Regions from separate parts of the Mus musculus genome. Here region 2 is linked to region 1. Evidence: chromatin contacts called from public HiChIP or PLAC-seq data. All regions are on one chromosome and are shown on one strand. Each heading gives the region's core, a stretch centred on a gene start, on an enhancer-like site or on the middle of the called end of the contact. The rest is flanking DNA. Distances are from core to core; before and after follow the strand shown. Region 1 overlaps Pde4d (phosphodiesterase 4D, cAMP specific). Region 2 overlaps Pde4d (phosphodiesterase 4D, cAMP specific).

Region 1 (3,978 bases), core at 1,037-3,536:
TATTAGTCCGTGTTCGATAGGAGAGTTGACCTCAACTGAACCCAAGCCAGAGGATGATCTCATTTTGCTGAACTTGCGACCAAATTGAGCTCATTTAATTGTTTCTTGAAACCTCAATTGATTCATTAAAATAATTGCCTGGAAAGAAAACCTATGATTTCTAAAATTACTACCAGAAGAAAATTAGCACATTCTCCAAGTTAGACCAATTTTTTGGTTCAAGTATCTTCTTTAAACCCCTGTCCATAATCTGAGGAAAGGGGGGGAGGAGGAGGAGGAAGAGGAGGAAGAGGAGGAAGGAGGAGGAAGGAGGAGGAGGAGGAAGGATGAGAAGGAAGAGGGGGAGGAGGAGGACGAGGAGGAGGAGGACGAGGAGGAGGAAGAGGAAGAGGAGGCCCTTACATGATTTTCAGTGAATATACTTTATGGAAAAATGAGCATGTATTGACCAATGTGCTGGCTGGCTCTATCTGTGGTCACCACATTGCAGATGATTCTGAAAAAAACGGATGTTTTCTTCCTTGAGAATTCCATCAAGTGTGTGTGGGGGGGTCACATTTTAATAACTATTAAGCTATTGGTTCTCTCTGTCTCATCTGCTTATGATGATGTCACAAGGTCCTGGCTTATTATGTGTACAGTCCACCACTTTGGGTCTTGATTGTCATCAAAAGAATAATAGTAGAAATTCCTCCCTACTAAAATGAATTCTCCAAGGAACAAATTGTTTGTTGTTGTTTTGTTTTGTTTTGTTTTGTTTTGTTTGTTTTGTTTCATTTCGCTTTATTTGTTTCTTTGTTTTCTGTTCTTGTTGTTTTGGTTTGTTTAGAAACTCAGATTCAGTATAAAGGGCGAAACAAAGATGGACGGGTGGAATGGGTCCCTCTTTTCTGTGCTACTTCCTGGGGGTGCTGAGGGCATATTTTGTGAGCACATGCATGGAGTTCTTAGTGAGCGCAACTCCATGGAACCCGAGACCCTTGCTCAGACACACAGTGCAGCCCTCTGGAGAGGAGCTTCCCCCACCCCCTTCGTGCACAATAGGCAAATCATAGTGGGGGGGGGGCGAGTAGAAGGCAATGTTCTTTTCTTCTCTGATGCTTTTGCCTTGAGGGTACTTGTATCTACCTTGTAGGTAGGGCGACCATCTCCCCCCCCCCCAAAAAAAAAACAATGTAGGATACTGGTGGAATGATTCGTGACCAACAAGCAATCTTGGTTTCTCCGTGGTCAGTGTACCTCCCCTCCCCCACAGCACTTTGCCGGTGCCCAAACCAAACTCAAGGGAGAGTCTATTCACTCAAGGTCACAGAACTGAAGCAGTCCCTGGGTTGTCTCTGCAATTTTTACATAACACTGAGAGGAAATCATTATCTGCTGGAATTAGGCAATTATGGTGAAGAAGGCCTCATTTGTACCTCTTACTAGTTTGTGACCTGGGGCTTATCTAGAATGGCAAACTAATTAGCTGTCATTAACTGCTTAGAGCAGCTGCGTTGTTACAGACCACTGTAGACAACACACACACACACACACACACACACACACACACACACACACACACACCACTGACGAAAGTCTCATTTACTTCCCAAGCTTTGCAAACCGAGGTGGGAACATGGGCAGGGAAAAGGCCTCTTTTCTCAGTAATCTAGAAAAACAAGTACGCTTGAAAAACCTAAAAGCTACCAACAAGAACAGTGATGATCCTGGTGTTGAGACTTGATACTTGACTGTCTGAGATTTGAGATACCCAGAAAAGATGACACATCGCTTGGGGCTCATCTATCCTTACGATCACGTCCTGGGAGGGGTGGAAAGGAGTTTTTGTCTATTTGTTTGTTTTGTTTTGTTGCAAAGCCAGTGGGGACACTTTCAGATAAAACCTGCAAGGGTGAACCCCAATTCTCTCCAGCTTTAATTTCTAACTAGAGAACAGAGATATGAGTACCTGCCACTCAGAACCGTTGCAAGAATGCAAGCAGATAAGTTACAGAAAGGGTAAAGGCCGGTCATCAGGTCATAAGTGGCTCCCCAAGTATTCCGTTGGGCAGTTCTGTCCCCTCGCTTCCCATTTGTTCCTAACCCCTGTTTTGGCACGGGAGAGTGGAGGTTACAGAGGATTGCGGTGGCCTTCTGTCATTTCTCACTCCGAACGTCTCGGGATGCTTTTGTTCCAGGCGGTAACACCCACACATTTTCAATGCTTCCTGTATCACGTATAACCTAGGTCCGGAGCCAGTTACTCGTAGCAGAAGCAAAGAGGATGTGGGGCCAGTAGAGGGCAGCAGAGAGGCAAAAATGCCCAAGCTCTGAGAGTGTGGGGACCAAGTCATGATGACGGGACAGAAAGTACTTTTGAACGTTCCTTTCATTTTAAACCAAGGTTAAGAAAGTTAACTGCAGTGCAGCCACCTCTCAGAACCTTGTCATCCTCAATATCACCTGCACTACGCTTCTTAAGTTTACTATTATCATCTTCTTTATGTAATCATATTCAATTGAGAATTTTCATGCAGCAACAAACCTCAAAGGAAATCTATTTGGATGTCTTTATTGGAAATGTGAGAAAAACCAAGGCTGCTGAGAGAAAACACTACTTTGTGGCTGAACTGGGAATAACTCCTCATCCTTGCTCTGAGCCCAAGCCTTAAACCCTGACCCCCAACCATAAACAAGCAAACACTAGATAGAATAGTAAGTTTAAAGAAATGTATGCTTACAAGACACCACAGGGAATATGAAAGAATGTTAATTTCTGAGTAGCAGGTAGCTTTAGACTATTATGGACTTAAAAATCACAAAAATGTCTTGGGCCAATATCTCACTGGAAATGCCTTCATATTTAGAGCTATTTGAATAACATCTAGTAGTGATTCTAGAGGTAGGGGGATAGCCAGCCTAAAACAATGGCTTTTGCTTTTGTCTCTAAGGTCTTATATCAAAACAACACACTCCCTCTGTCCCTGTAGAGGGGACAGGAAAAGTGACAGGCAGAAAGCCATGTACACAGAGTTCTGGTCCAGAAAAAACACTGGCCATTCCACTTAGAACTATTTTAACCTGGATGCTCTTGATCCCATCAAGAAAAGAATGTTTACTCTGAATAGAATTCTGTCAGTCAGGAAGCCCGAGGATTAAAAGTGAAGTATCCAAATGCTAGTTAGTCAAAACACAGCGGGAAGAAACTCGGTCTTCAGCTGTCATTGTTCTGAAGGATAAAGCAAAACTGAAGGTCTACTTGACAAGTTGTTAGCACAACCAACCCAAGGTATTTAAGAGAACAATGGTTTCTCTTAGGATGTGGGCCATTTGCTTAAGCACTTTCACCTTATTAAAGAAAAGGAGCCAAGTTGTAGGGTTTTTTTGTTTTTTTGTGTGATAGTAATGATACTAGTAATTATTTAGATCTTTTTTAGTCTCTGTGTCCCATGCATATACGTGATAAAAAGAGTAGGATATATTATTTATTAAAATATACTATATTATATATTCACATGTATTTAAAATAATATATGGTGGGGCTTCCTTCAAGAAATGAGATCCCTGTGTAAGAGCGTCTTGGGTGCTGAGGAGACAATGAACTGCAAAGTGCATAAGGATCACAGCAGAGCGAGCCATCTTCAGAGAAACCCCGCCCCCTCATCACTGGCTTTCTGGTATCACCTTTTAAATTGTCCTGTAGTAAGAGAAAATCTAGTGCCAAGGGACCTGTCACTCCAGAGGAGTGCTCAGTGGGCTCTTTCTGGGTGTGCCTGAAATGTTGCTGATGCTTCATGCTTAATAACTTTAATGAAAATTTAATAAAGATTACACATGCTCACGATTATAGACAGGCTGTTTGGTGGCCTTTGCTTATACATTTGATATATATATAATATACAATTATATATATATATATATATATATATATATATAATGAATGCCTAGGTATTCTGACTTTTTTTTAAAGCTAAAACAGTTAATTTATGCACCCTG
Region 2 (4,110 bases), core at 1,326-3,825, 64 kb after region 1:
ACTTTTCACCTTTCCTCCCTCCCTTCCTTTCCGTCTTCCCTTCTTTTCTCTCTTCTATTGAATACGATAGTTTCCTTTCTTCACTTCTACCCTGTATGAGCATTCTCAAGCAGGTTTCCTGCTTGAAAACCCATGAAGCTCAGATAAAAAACACGTGACCTGCCCCCCACCCCCACCCCTTAAGCTTTGATGGAGCAAGCTTGGGAAGGAATAGGTGAGCTTGTATTTTTAACTGGTAACCAAAGTGAATCTCTACGCAGGCTACTGGGGCACACGTGATCACGTGTAAAAGCTTTGGCGTAAGATGACTGTGGTTTTCAAGACAGCTCTGTGACTTTGAGGAAGTCACCTTGGAATTCCTGAGCTCTGATTTTCAGTTTATAAAAGGGGGGAGGACTGCCTAATGGTCTTGCTGCGAGGGCTTCATGAAACAGCATACGTTCAGCATCCAACAAATGTCAGTTTCCTTACCTCATCACAGTGCATAACTATGGAAGAGTCAATTTGGAATAATTCCAAAGTAAAATAAAAGTAACGAAATTGGCAAAACTTAATTCGGTAGACATTTTTGAAGTTCTATAAAGTTAAGAACTCCATGCTACATGATTCAATTATATACGTCTGTGTACATATGATGAACATTACTATTCCCGTGTAACAGATTCGGGGATTAAATATTTACTGTGGCAGGTCCAGCTACTCATTAGAAGCCCCGTCTGATAATCTTTCTATTCCACCCACACCTGTGTCCTGTTTTGAACACTCTCTATTCTCCATGATGATGGCTGTAATGGTAGAAAGTAGAGTTCGTTTTCAAGTAATTCCTTTGACTCAAATCACCAAAATTATCTATTTCTGTGAAAAGGCTTTCACGAGCATGAATTATCTATTTCATGAAAATTAGTATTAAAGGACATTGGTTCTTAAGCTCAAATGTGCCGAGGCCAGATGAGAATTATAAAGGGAGACGCTGTGGACTGTAAGGTCTGGGGACCATGGGCAGATGGCAGAAGCAGCCTGTTCCATGGAGGCAGCTTCTGATTGGCTGAAGGTAGGGCTAATTGAGCAGAGAGCGTGGTTCCCTTTGTCAAACCTTTCTTTCTTCTTTCTCTTTGAGAAAAGAAATGTGAAATTTAATGTGAGCTTTCCCAATTTTTAAACAATGTGTGTGAGCCAAATAGTCCACATCTGTGGGCCAGCTTTGGCTTAAGGACTGCCAGTTGGCAATTTTGACCTAATTACCCTTAATTCTTCACTTCTTTTGACCTGATAAATTGTCCACTTAAGTAGCTTAGACATGTAATAGACCCTCTGAGCAATTGTACTTGGCTCCCTAGGTTTAGAAAGTTGGTTTTCTCAGAACCCAATTAGAGGGGTACCATTGCAGACACCCAGAACCCAAGAACATCCAAGTACAAGATCACCAAGTACTTTGCAGTGAGAAGGCTACTGAGAAATGTCCTATTTGTCTGTTGGGTTCACTTTCTTCCCATCACTCAGCCACTGTGGAAACAGAATCCCAGTTAGCAACTGCTTTGGCATGCATGGAGTCAGAAGCCAGGAACTTAATGACTCTGACGTGTTTCCCTCTATTATGTTTTGAGACTCCTCCCCCCCCCCCGGCTGTAATGATGGGGTACCCCACGTCTCCCATATATGCTAAACACACTGGATGAGAGTTCCATGGGTTCTACTGTCACCTGCAGCTGACAGCTTACATCCCATTGGAGGGGATAATGCTATTGTCTATGTCAGATTTAATATCACACAGAGTTGTAAGTTCACATCTGATCCTGGGGTTTCGACCTCCGTGCTTGGGCGATTTCCAGATTATCTGCATTTGCTTTTTTAAAGTAGTCATTTGATTCAATTGAGAAGTCTGATTACTAAGTTCATTTTGTCAAATTCAAGATGGCATTGATTGTAAGCTGCATCTGGGTTTTAGAGGCACAGGCAGGACAGGCATGCATTCTAATTGTATTATAGGAAACTCAACTAGATGGGTACATTTTCATGTTAATACTGAGCATTCCCTTATATTTAAATAAACATAGGGTGGGGAAAAAAAACCAACCAAACAACACCATGGCTGACTTTGTCATTTAATTGAAACGTTATTCTTGTATTCATCCCCAAATATGACTCTGGAATGTCAAATATTTACCTCTCAATGAATCTCTTTTTTGTCTTATTGGATTGGTTGAGCAAAGCTTTCCTTCTTTCTTTTTGAATACTTGATCATTAGAGTGGCTATGCCCTTGATCTGTGAGGAAAGGGCACTTAGGACCAGAGTTTCAATTGGCCTAACCTCACCTTGTCCTTATAATTAGCCCTAAAGTAAAAGAATTTGGGGGAAATGACCCTTACATAGTACAATAAGCATTTTCATGAATATGAGAGTAACCACACAGGGAGAGATCCTAAATCTCTACTTCCCTGGGACTTTATTATTGAAAATCCTGCAGGAGGTTTAAGCATGTATTATTTGTACAAAGGTCATTTAGTGGGCTCCCACAGTTATGTAAATATTGTACCTATAGTCATACAACAAAGGGGATAAAAGGAACTGCCCTCTGATGACGTCATTAGGGAGAGAGGCAAATCACCCAAGAAAGGCAGGAGTTTTGGGACCAGAGACTAAACCCTTCCTCAACGTTTGGTCTGCTTTAGTGATAAGGGGATGATGCCATTAGCATGTATTCAGGGAATAATCCATGCTATTATCTAGAGAGCATAGTGATGTGACAATCCCTAGATGGCATAATGCTGTGGTGGGGGTAGGGCTGGGGCAAGTGGGACCCCAGCTCAGTGAATGCCTCTAACTATGCTGAGCAAGACTGATTTGTATGGAATAACTGATTTCCATCAAAAGATCTGCAATATTGAAGCCCAGGGTTGTGTCATCCTAGACGTCTGGGAGACCTTTGCCATGGACAGGGAAATATGCAGATAGTCCATGACAAACACAGAGAAACTTGTGTGCTAATTGGCCATTCTTTCACCTCCACAAGTTTAGAATGAAATTATATTTTGACAGCTGAACATTCTCTGAGGTTTTGAGACACTTTGGAGAGAGAGTTTCCAGGGAGAGAGACAGGATTTCCTACAGAATGGGTAACTGTAGGCCTTAAAGAGTAACTGAAAGGGAGGAAAGAGATATGATAATATTTATATCTAAGGATTATCTAGCCACTGTGGACATAGAATCAGATAACATAAAATCTATAATGGCAAGCAGTTAGATGCTCAATAATGATTGAAGATTATTTAGATTGGTGTCACACACACTGATGAGCACCCTCTCACCAAATCATCAGCTGGTCCAAGTGCATCAGATGCTTGGAGTGGGAGTGAACACAATTGTGAGCTCGGGACACTCCAAACTCCAGAGAGCAGGAGCAAGAGTGGGAGCATGCAGAGAGTTAACATCAAGTTTGCAGAATTTCCCATGGATAATAATTAACTTCTACCTTGGAGCCTATATGAGCTGTTATAAACAATGAATAATCTTGGTGTCACACATGCACACACACACACACACACACACACACACAGCAAAAAATCACTCATCAAGGCAATTCTTTTTGCAAAAAGAATGTACCAAAACCCAAACTGGGCTAGCAGACAATCAGAGCCAACATCACTCTTGTCTTTAGTCCCTGATGTAAGTGGAGACTCAAAGTCCAGCACATCCCACCGGTGGGAACCTTATGATCTGATGAAGTTGGCTCATGAGTGCACAGGGAAGTTGGCTCATGAGTGCACAAGGGAAGGGGGAACCATCAGGAAATAGGAGCCCATTGATTTAAATAAGACAAAACAAAACACAAAACCATTTCTCACATGGAACCTCTCCATAAAGGAAAGAAAGAAGGGCAATTGGGTGGAGGTTATCAGCATATTCAAAAAAGTCAGACCTGTGGAAAGAGAGGTAACTGTATCAGTTTATGGATATTGTATAATCTATAAAATACAAATGGGAGATGGTCAGGAAAAGAGTAAGTGTGAGCATAGATCAAGGCACATCTAAGTTTATACATACATACATACATACATACATATATATATATGTATATATATACATATATACATATATATATCAAAAAGGTA

The links. HiChIP or PLAC-seq counts read pairs in DNA pulled down with a chosen protein or histone mark.
Region 2: an H3K27ac HiChIP or PLAC-seq map of embryonic stem cells shows a contact between it and region 1, with 15 read pairs. The contact joins two enhancer-like sites. A contact is called at or near these places in 10 of 484 Hi-C or Micro-C datasets (CD4 T cells, CD8 T cells, Th1 cells and 4 more) and 6 of 115 datasets of contacts at active chromatin or transcription factors (CD8 T cells, embryonic fibroblasts and embryonic stem cells).

The regions. Positions count from the first base shown.
Region 1 is chr13:109,774,010-109,777,987 of GRCm38.p6, forward strand. All of the region lies in intron 7 of Pde4d (phosphodiesterase 4D, cAMP specific), which reads left to right. Among named protein-coding and RNA genes, the nearest start is that of Mir1904, 130 kb to the right of the region's middle. Within about 2 kb of position 2,287, at least 125 of the 459 cell types and tissues checked have an H3K27ac peak or open chromatin away from gene starts, as enhancers often do. A contact at or near this core is called in embryonic stem cells and muscle stem cells, where this site is marked.
Region 2 is chr13:109,837,911-109,842,020 of GRCm38.p6, forward strand. All of the region lies in intron 7 of Pde4d (phosphodiesterase 4D, cAMP specific), which reads left to right. Among named protein-coding and RNA genes, the nearest start is that of Mir1904, 64 kb to the right of the region's middle. Within about 2 kb of position 2,576, at least 6 of the 459 cell types and tissues checked have an H3K27ac peak or open chromatin away from gene starts, as enhancers often do. A contact at or near this core is called in embryonic stem cells and muscle stem cells, where this site is marked.